Linked DNA regions of Mus musculus: region 2 is linked to region 1. The links are chromatin contacts, called in public capture Hi-C maps. All regions are on one chromosome and are shown on one strand. The core of a region is the stretch at or near the end of the contact, and the rest is flanking DNA. Distances in the headings are between cores, read along the strand shown.

Region 1 (5,002 bases), core at 416-2,915:
ATCCATGGGGGAGGTTTGGGGAGGCAGAGTTGGATGGGGAAGGGTGTTCTAAGTGGAGAAAGAACTAAGTTCTCTGTCCAGAGATGTATGGGGTCACCATGAACTAGCACTGAGAGAAGGGATACGCATGAGGACTTATAGTCTAACATGACAGATGAGCATTTTATCTTGTAAGAGAAAGGTTAGTATAGAAAATTCCATGTAAGAGAGCTGAGAAGAAAACCAGACATAGTCATTTATTCATTACATATTATTAAGTCTAATCCATGTACAACACTGTTCCATGTATAAGCTCTTGGCGAATGGGGTGGTGGTGGTGGTGTTTAGTGCTATCAGAGTGTGCTAGTTGGTTTTTACTAACTTGACACAAACCTAGACATATCTTGGAAGAAGGAATCTTAATTGAGAAAATATCTCTGTCAGACTAGCTTGTAGGCAGGTCTGTTGGACATTTTCTTGACTAATGACTGATGTCAGAGGATCTAACCTATTGTGGGTAGTGCCAACCCTGGGCAAGTGGTCCTTAGTTGTATAAGAAAAGGAGCTGAGCAAGCTATAGGGAGCAAGCTGGTAAGCAGTATGCCTTCAGGTTCCTGTCTTGAGTTCCCTCAGTGATGGAGTATGATCTGAAAGTTGCAAGCTGAAACAGTAGAAACCCTAAAACACAGCACTGAATATGAGTTCATGACCTCAAGCACTTTGTTTACTATGCAGTGGTCTAGACTGATAGAGAAGTGGAGTGGTAGCCCAGTCCTTGCTCTGTTCTCAGAGCTGTGCACAGCTGCTCAGTGCTTCCATATAATAGAAAACTTCACTCTTTTTCATGGTATACCCTACGGAAGCAGGGATGGATGGGAGGATGATGAGGTCAGAGAAGTAATAAGGCCCAGACCTAAAGTGCCTTGAATGTCATTGTGAAGGCTGTGGGCTACCTTCTGAGTAGACCATGCTTGCCAGATCAGTGGAGCAAAAGAGACCAGAGAAGTGCCCTGAATTTGATCTTGGTCCTTCTTATTCATTTTTGGCTAACCCTGCTTTGCAATGAATCCTATGTAGACAGGTTAAAAAAAAAAGCAAAACAAAAAACTTTTATTCTTTTTCTGTCTTGAAATGGCATTTATCAAAGTTTTGATTCTCAACTGACCCTTCACAGAAACCACAATTTTTTTAATGCTAGGTGGTCTTGGTGGGAAGGTTTGAGTCCCTGTGTCCTGGGTGAGGCAACTGTCCCTCTCTGTGAGTCAACAAGGGCATTGTTGGGGCTCAGGCACTCTGATGGCATGCTCTCTAACTTTAATTCCTGCTCTTATAGTCCTGAACCCTCCCTCGCCTTTCTCCTCCCAAAGTTCCTCCTCAATGGGCTTGTAAATGTGTAAAGTGTTGAAAACCATGTAGGAGGTTGCAGGGTGGAGGCCCCTGGGGACTGGGTGAGTGATCAACGCCCAGGAGCAGCCTGGGTCCTGGGAGCCTTCGCTGGTCACCACTGAGAGAAGGGCAAGCTCTCCTTGCAAAGGGGCTCTGACAGGCTAATGTAAACCAGATGTGCACCAGAGAGAGCAAGGCCTATTACTAAGTGTTGTGAAATGGCCCAGGGGAGGTAAATAAGCAAAAACAGGCCAGTTGCCTAGCAGCACATACAACAAAACAAGCAGCAGCCCAGTTGGCATTGGACCAGGCAGAGCAGCTTTCTGCAGGGGGCGGGAGAGACAGGGAGGGCTCAGTCTGATGAGACCCAAGGGGCTGGCTCTCCAGCACCTTCCAAACTCCCTGCTAGGTTATTCCTGATCCCCTGGGTACTAGGGTCTGCCATCTGATCTGCTCAGCTTGGCTCCACAGGCACAGTGACTGCTTTCAGTGAACCCCTAAGGGTCCGTGTCAGAATTTCTTAATGGGGGGAAGGAGGAGCTGTACCCACTTCTGAGAACTATAGTCTGACTATATCCATTGAGGGGGTAACAGCAGGGACAGAGCTGCAAAGATCTCCTAAAGGTCCTCAATATTCTTAACATATCCTTCAGCCACCAGTGTTCAATATCCCATGCATCTCTTGAGCTTGTAAACTAATATAAACGGGGCACTGGAATGGCTCCAAGTTAGACAGAATGGATCAAACGAGGCTCACACCTTGTTCTCAAAGGATTGACAGCTTATGGAGATAACCATGATCAAGGAATCACACGCTCAGATGCATGGCTGCAAGTGTTGCTTCATACTTTGAAAGAAAATACAGAGTAGCAAGAAACTGCAAAGCAGTGATTGAGTTTCAATAGTGTGTGAGGCAGTTTGCTTTTCAGAGGAGAAGCTGAGACATGCAAATGATTAGCACTCACCAGGAGAAAGGAGGGGCTGGCAAAGGAGAAAGCTTTGGGACATGAAGGCTCTTTGAGTGGGGGAGGGGTGCTCTGAGACAGTAGGGCTGGAAGAATGTCTGTGAAGTGGGTTGTGAGGTAGAGAAGTAGAGAGGGAACAGGTCACTTGAGACACAGGAGATCACAGAATGATGGAGGATTTAGTCTCAAGTTCAATGAGAAATGAATGGGGTTTATTTACTGAAAACTAATTCAGTAGTGTACGAGTCCTGACTTATTAGTTTCACATTTGTTAAAGATTACTCCTGGGTACAACACGGCCGTCCTGAAAAGGAATGAGAGAGGGGACAGGAAAGTTTGTCAAGGCGGATAGGATTATCAGCAAACTGAAAACAGACAAGTTCATGAACTAGCTCAGGGTCACAGGCAGGGCTGGGATCCAAGCCTAGACTTGCACGGTACCAATCAGGCTAGTGTTTCCAGGTTCCCGATTCTTCTTCAGACCAATTCTACAGAAACTTTCTCACCCTTATCTGACCCTCTGGGGGAGGAGTGCATCCCTTCCCAGCTGGAGGATGAGTAAGCACTGACTGGACTGTAAAGGCCCCGTCAACACTGTAGACAAGGATGCCTTTCTTGCCTGCTACCTAGCTAGCCCTTCCTTGTAGTGGGAGACCACTGTGCCTACTCTCCCAGCACTAGCCATCTTCATCTGTACCTGGCCCTTAGAGAACACCAGCCTGGCAATGTGGTGCTATGAAGAGATTCGGCTTGCAATCAAGCCTGGAGTTTGAGTTCTGGATCTATCTGTCTGTCCTGAGCTTCCCCTTCGAGATGGCTCTGTGTCCTGAACAAGTCACTCAACCCTTGTAATTGGAATAGTAATGCTTGACTTCTGCTATTAGTACCAATAGAAAATATGACTCAAATTCCTTTGCTTCTCCCTTCCCTTCTCCTTTTCCCTCTCCCTACCTCTCATCAAACTTTTTGACAATTTTGCTAGCTTCACTCTGGGCAGTATACCTCCAAGGGAGATCACTGCTGTGCAATATCTCAGGTGGACAAGAACAGGCCAAACTGAAGACTGTCCATGAGATTTGATAGATGACCTCTCTATCCACTGAAGGGCAGAGAGGCCTGAGTCCTGGGAGAGGAGGGGAGTCTACTTTGCAGGGCATCTCTGCTGTCTTAGTTAGGGTTTCTATTGATGTAATAAAATGTCGTAACTGAAAGTAACTTGGGCAGGAAATAATTTATTTCAAGGTTACAGTTCCATGTCACAGCCCATTGTCAAAGGGAGTTGAATAGAAAAATAAAAAATAAAAAAATAAAAAAGGGAAAGGACATGACTACACCTAGGTATGGCAGAGGAGAAAGTTTATTATAGATAAAAGGGAGACATAGCCAGGAACAGGGACATCTGGGAGATTCCAGAGTAGTTATGACCTGGGCCAGGCCACATGGAGAGAAGGTGTGGGGAGGGGAGATCAAGACCAAGAGGCCAAGAAGGTAAAGGGTAAATGAAAAGTCGAGGTAACTAAAAGATTGAATTATATAGGAAAGAGCAGCTGGGGGGAAGGGCTAGGGCTTAGGTTAGATGGAAGGATATGGCAGCCATAACTTGTACCAGGTACTGGATGAGGGATATAGGGAGAGCCTGGTGGCCAGGTTTGCTTTGATATATTGGGTAGGCACTTTAGCCTTTTGTTCTGGGCTTGAGATGTAACAAAAGTCAGGACTGGAACACAAGGCAAGAGCCTGGAAGTAAGAACTGAAGCCGAAAGCATGGAGGAGGGCTTCTTAGTGGCTTGCTCAGCATGCTTTATTTAATCCTGGGACCACCAGCCCAGGGACTGCACTGGCTCCACTGAGCAGAGCCCTCCCTCATTAATCATCAATAAAGACAAGGCTCCATACTGTTATTTGTAAGACAATCTGATGGGGATATTTTCTCAGCTGAGGTTCCCTCTTCCCGAATGAGTCTAGCTTATGTCGAACAGACATAAAACTAGCAGTACAGAGGCATTGATGAGAAGCAAGCAGTTACTTGATTCTAGCATTTAACACCTTTGGAGGCTGGAGAAGGCAGGTGGTGGAGCCTTGAACACCTATAGGTGGTAGAGCTTTAGGGGGGGGGGTCAACTTGAAAAGCCATGACACACATTTAGGAGACAGTCAAGGGCCACTCTTCCTGGTAGAGGGGAAGTCCACTTTGTAGGGCATCTCTGCTGTAATGCAAGCAATATGTATAAACATAACTGTTAATCTCCTGTTGTAATTGTTGTCTATGAGGCTTACTGCATCATCTGATAACCTAGTCCTAGTCCTGGATGCTTCTAGCCTCCATACAATCTAATCTAGGCCTGGGCTGTTTTTAAGCCTCTGAGACTTACTTCAGAATAAACTCACCTCTTCATATTCTTCCTGATCTCTGCCAGGCTGATCCAACTCAGCTGTTCTGACTCAAACTCCTCTCCAAGCTGACAGATTCAAATTGTGCTCTCTCTCTCTCTCTCTCTCTCTCTCTCTCTCTCTCTCTCTCTCTCTCTCTCTCTCTCTCTTTCTCTCTCTGCTTCTCCTGAATGGATTTGTCTACTTAACCTCACACTAACTTTGGCAATATATTCTACTCTATTGGCTTCTTCTCATTCTCTGGTTCATTCTCTGGCTCATTCTGTCTTCACCTGTGTTTA
Region 2 (5,566 bases), core at 2,977-5,476, 560 kb after region 1:
AATCAAGCTGCCAAATCTAAATGAAAACCATGTTTAAATATATTTAATAAGATTATGGCTTTGAGGTGAGTAGCAAGCTAATGTTAGCTGCATTTATTTTCCTCCCAGCCAGGCCTCCTTCACTCTCTTGTGTTTTCATTCTGGAAGCTTCTTTCTCCGGTGAAGACAGTGTGATTACAAAGCGACTGGTACTGCAAACTTTCTGTGTGGATTTCATCTTAGTGAATAAATGGGAATGTTTTAAGAAAAGAAAACAACATCTGCAAATGGGAAATGAAATGTCATTTCTTCTTAGGGTGAGCCATTGAATTAAGGCGGAAATTAATAATCGCCATAGAGAAATGAGTTGTTTCTACCTTCTGCAATATAGTGTCTGCTTTTGGATCCGGTATCACTCTCGTAGTGTCTTGAGTTAAATGTTGTTACTTTTCCTTTTAATGGTTGGTTTTTTTGTTGGTTTTGCAATAGTGACACCCAGTGGCACTAATGAACATTGCAAGGGCTGCTAAATGCTGTCTTTCTAAAGCAATCCCATTCCTCCTTTGGAATAAAAAATATCTAGTTTCTTGAAGTTGAAGGAATAATTGAGTCTGGACAAGACAAAATTGCAGTTCCGTCTAGTAGGCTTCTCATTTGGTACAAAGAAGGGAAGTAACGAAGGACAGGACAGATGGGGAGGAGAGGGGTCACACATACCACCCCAGCAAACTTTCAAAGTTATTAGTGAAATACCATTGTACACCCCTGCTGTGTATAACTGTTCCTCTTATTGCAGCAGTGTGTGCACTGTCCCAGCCTTTGCCACAGGCATTCCCTGCAGCCTACAGAGAAATGGCTATTTGCTGGTGTTGCAACTGCTGTGATTTCTTGTTTCTCATATCTCCAGTCCTCTCTTCCTTCCATCTAGTTCTTTTGACTCATATTTACCCCTAAGAAGTTGTGTTTGGGACTTTTAGCCAATCATTCTCCCCATTAGCATATTTTCATCGGTTCCAGATTTTGAGCTCTTAACTTGCGCCTCCCCGCTTACATGTCTTAAAACTTTTAAATCTTTGATTAAAAAGTCGTATATGCCTATTACAAACATATTAAAAGTTTCTGACTACATAAACACTGAAAACAATCCCTATAAAATGTTCAACACTGCCTACTTTGAATTTAAAATAGGGAGCACATGTTTCACATCGTTCATTGTAGAAATTTCAAGCTTTGTTTTAAAAACCAAAAATACGTGCAATACACGCCATATATAATTCACAGAAGCAGAACACACAAACCCACCATATCTGTGCACACAGCGGTGTGGCAGATGCTGCTTCTGATGCTGTTTGCATGCTGGACACTCTTCTAATCGCTTTACATGAAACAACCCATGTAAGTTCCATAGCAAGGGTCAGGAACTACTATTATGGTTGTTCCACACATGTTGATGAAGTGTTTATGCATTGCAAAAGAACAATGTCAACATGCTCGGTCATAGGATTGTAATGAATTATGGGCAGGAAGGGCTATCATCAGGTCTTTAAATGTTTTGAAGTCAGTGTCACTGTCCTTAGTCTCTCTACCCAGCTCTACTCAAAACTCCGGTATCTCCTTTACCTTCTGGCACCAGCTTTCTGTGCTCTGAATGTCATCAGCCACAGAGCTTACATTCCACTGCCCAAGAAGCAGGCAATGAAGTAAGAGAAAATGAAGCAATGAAAAGAGCAAAGACAGGTTAGGGAGAGAGGATATGCAAAGCTGATGATAAGAGCAATGGGAGTCACCATCCTAATGAAGGATGCTTGGCAGGAACCCTCAGTGGCAGAGAAGACAAAGGCTCTGTGGTGACAGTATATTGATGAGTCTATAGAACAAACAAAACCCATGGAGGCTGGGGCATGCTGGTGCGGGGAGAGATGTGTACTCTCTTCCCTTTCAGCCCTTTGACGAAGTCTTATGCCCCAGACATTGACCATGATTTAGAATGGTAGTGTTCTGTGATATAGTCAAGAAAGGGGATGTAGGGGAAAGCATGCAGTTGAGAGAATTGGCCTAAGACATTGCTTCCAATACACATTCGCCCCTACCCTATGAATCGAGAGTAAGATGAACGTGAGGTATAATGAAGTCCTGCAGACTTAGGCACGCTGAGCACCTGAGAGCCCAGGTGGACCCTGGGTCACATTCTTCTCCAGACATGGTTTGTAAGTCTGTGTCTCTGGTCTGAATGCCAACTTCTCCGTCTCCTTTCTTTCTCTCATTCTCTTATTCAGTATACACTTCTTCATGGGCAGCCATCTGTGTTAGGCCTATTCTCTTCACAGAGTCAATCCTGGAGTGGACAGGCTCAGCAATGGTGTTTTGTTTTGTTTCAAGTTTTTGCCAGCATCGTAGAGAAGAAATACCATGAAACAGGCAGTGATAATAGTGTGCTAAACTCCTAGTCTTGAAGTCTGAGAAAATATTTCAAGGGAACTGACAGTTGAACTAGGACTTCAAAAACAGAGGCGAACATATGTATGGCTGTTCGGGGAATGAGGTAGAGGGCCAGGGGCAGACTTTTAAAGCTCAGAAGCAGTGGATGCATGAACTTAGAGACAAGTCCCGTTGTATATCTTATATAAATGTGGATAAATAAATGAATACTTTTCCCCACTAATATGGTGCAGGGGCAGCTGATATAATAAAGATACATATGAATCAAGAGTAGCTTTGTTAGTTGACGGAGAGACCACTTTCTCCAGTCTTGCCCATCATTTCCCCCTGGGTAGACTCCTGAGGAAACCCATATCTTTTTACAACAGCTGCTTACCGAGTAAATGGTACAGTGTGGTGATGGGAGACCATAGCAAATATTGATCATATTCCAGGGATGACTGGGTCACTGGATCTGGACATACCCAAGCCTAAATGTCCATTGGCTCTGTTTGTCCTTCTGTGTGTAAGTAGAAACTACAGATTGAGAAAGCAGAAGCTTGTCACAATGTGAAGGTGGCACATAGATGAGAGAGGATGGCAGTGTGGTCTAGATGCCAGACAGAGAGCAGGGTTAGAAAGAAATGGTCTAGATTCCAGTTTTTGCTCAACTGAAGTGAACCAAACGACAGTACACCTGTCTGATGGAGCTGTGACAGACATTATACAAGATTCCCGCCAGCTCTGGAATTTTTATCCTCCCTGGATGTCAGTCCTGACTTCTGGTCCTCACTTTTTCCAAAGTGTGAATTCCACTGGGCCTAGAACAGCTTAAGAAGCTCTGCTGCCTTACTGTCCTCTTGTGAGTAGTTCTCAGAGGATATCACACTTCTCGTGTCTATTTCCTTTTCCCTCGCGTCTCTCAGAAGAGGCCATGGGATATCCTACTCTGTCAGTTTCTATCCCATTCCACTGACACAGAATATCTCGTTGAATGGATACATGGGCTGGTAGCCATCAAGGCTCAATGTTCCTTCTGTCTCAGCCCTCTATGCCTGCTTTGTAGGTGGGTGTTGTGATCTGAACTCAGCACCTAATTCATATGCAACAAGCTGTCCTCAAGCCCCTGGTCTAGTTTCTTAAGCATTGTGCCTCTGGTGTTTTGTTTTGTTTTGTTTCACCTGGGATACGTGGGTAAACATTGGTTCTGCCACAGACAGTTATATATGAAGATCAATGGTAAAGCAGTTAGAGATATACCTGTTACTCCATAAATGCAAGTTGTGCCATTGTTTGTCAATTTCCTACAACCCTCTTTTCATCTTTCTTCCCTTTCCTCCTACCTGGTTCTTAGGCAGACACTAGGGCACAAGGGACACATCCCTGTCCTGAAGTTCAGCCTAGGTCCGTTTACTAGAAGCTTTCTGAATGGCAGGCCTTAGGCCATTTTCACCGCATGGAATGCCCATGGCAGTCCAAGTCACTATTCTGCCCATTACACAGTGGAAACCAGACTAGAGCAGTTACATGGTCTTCCCGGCATCCCATATCAGTACTTGGCAAGGTAGACAAGGTAGTTTTTCTTTTGAAGGTTCCTCTTCCCTCTGTTTCATCCTTCTCCCTCAGAGCTGCCACTACAGAGCTCTGGAAAAGGGGGGGCATGGTGGAAGCATAATGGTGGGGAAAAATTCTCCCCTCTGTCTACTTCCCGCTCTCAGAGGGCCCACAGTCAACCTAGATCCCAGAAATCATTGCTCAACCATCTGTAAAGTATCTGTCTTTAACAGCAAGGAGGCAGAGAAAAATAATTCATACTAAAAACAAACTCTGTCATGAGTCATTTGACTTTGCTTTCCCCTGAACACATAGTTTATGTCTTAGGGGAGCCAAGGCTAAAGGAACATCTGAAATGGTTTAGGCGAGTAGGAGCCATTCTTTAAGGGGCTCACATCTAGTATGTGCCCATTGGACCCCAAGATTTAAATCAAGTGTATGCTTACAAGGCCTGGCAATTTCTTATTTAGTTGGAGTTGGCTTGAAATGTGGTCACATACATATTTTCCCAAGATGGCAAAAACCGATTTGGTCCTTGGTTCATAAATTCTCAGGCCATGAGCTACCCTGCCCAGTACTTCCTCTGATTGAGATTTTTTTTTCTTCTTCTCTTTAGAGAACTGAAAAATGCCAGGAACGTCAGGTTACAGTATAAACCGGAGCTATACAAATACAGAGGAAAGGGTAGATGGCACTACCCTAACCAACAAGATTCTTACTGTCACACATTTCCTATGTGTTCCCGGCCACTTTAATGTACTCACATGCACACACGCACACAAGATCATGAGGTAGAGGGTGTTCCACTTTTCCTTCATTATTAAGATATATTGAGTGCATCTGCCCTGTGTCCCTTACCTGTGATTAGTTATACTATAATCACCATTTGAAGGTAATGTAGCCAGTACTCCATTGAAAGATACATAGGCATTCCTACTCTATTGCAAATGAAGGTTTCGGGATCTTCAGTGGTATGGTTCTTAACACCCAAGCGTGAAGATTTCTCTGGGATATATACAGTAAAGTAGAATTTACAGTGAAAGAGTTGCATTTTTAAAATTGTGGTCTCTCACTGTGGTCTCAATCCTCCAGAAAGCCTGTCCTCATTTGTATCTCTGCCAACATGGGACATTGTCGGTCACTTTATATTCTTGCCAAAACCGGGAGTAGAAACATCTGCTGTCCTCCTCCTGTCCCTATGTATTTTGCTGGAATGTTCTGAGCAGCAGTGACCATCTGCATACTCTGACACCTATGAATCTAGCCCTTTGTATGATTTCCTAGAGAGTTTTTACTTGAACACCCCCAGTCCATTTGGTGAGAATGTTTCTCTCCTCCATGTGCCACGAGTGAATGCAGGACTTGGACATAAAGTATCCTTCGTGGAGGGACATTCAGAATAGAACACATCAGCTTTCAGACTGGTCTCTATTGATATTCTTTTCAATTTTATTGTGAATTGTAGGGCAATTCTAAAAGGTTCCCAGCACATGTGGAGTAACAGGGTTCAGGTGAGTTCCTGGTCTGTAATCCCAGAGCCACTGGAACCGTCCAGGCTCCTCGAATAACCTCCTTACTTTGTGGCATTACTTTGATGCTCTTAGCCTTATTTATT

The links. Capture Hi-C pulls out chosen DNA fragments and counts their contacts.
Region 2: a contact with region 1 is called in a capture Hi-C map of embryonic tail, with 5 times the contacts expected there. The contact joins two enhancer-like sites. A contact is called at or near these places in 2 of 39 promoter capture datasets (the 3T3-L1 cell line and the C10 cell line), 2 of 15 datasets of contacts at CTCF or cohesin (the NIH/3T3 cell line and pro-B cells), 28 of 484 Hi-C or Micro-C datasets (3T3-L1-derived adipocytes, the C2C12 cell line, DN3 thymocytes and 20 more), 11 of 115 datasets of contacts at active chromatin or transcription factors (the 230-238 cell line, the NIH/3T3 cell line, T-cell acute lymphoblastic leukemia and 7 more) and 2 of 9 other capture datasets (embryonic tail and embryonic trunk).

What each region holds. Positions count from the first base shown.
Region 1 is chr4:95,316,441-95,321,442 of GRCm38.p6, forward strand. No RefSeq gene overlaps it. Among named protein-coding and RNA genes, the nearest start is that of Gm32240, 110 kb to the left of the region's middle. RefSeq lists an enhancer at 1,089-2,294. Within about 2 kb of position 1,666, at least 118 of the 459 cell types and tissues checked have an H3K27ac peak or open chromatin away from gene starts, as enhancers often do.
Region 2 is chr4:95,870,940-95,876,505 of GRCm38.p6, forward strand. All of the region lies in intron 14 of Fggy (FGGY carbohydrate kinase domain containing), which reads left to right. Among named protein-coding and RNA genes, the nearest start is that of Hook1, 94 kb to the right of the region's middle. Within about 2 kb of position 4,227, at least 3 of the 459 cell types and tissues checked have an H3K27ac peak or open chromatin away from gene starts, as enhancers often do.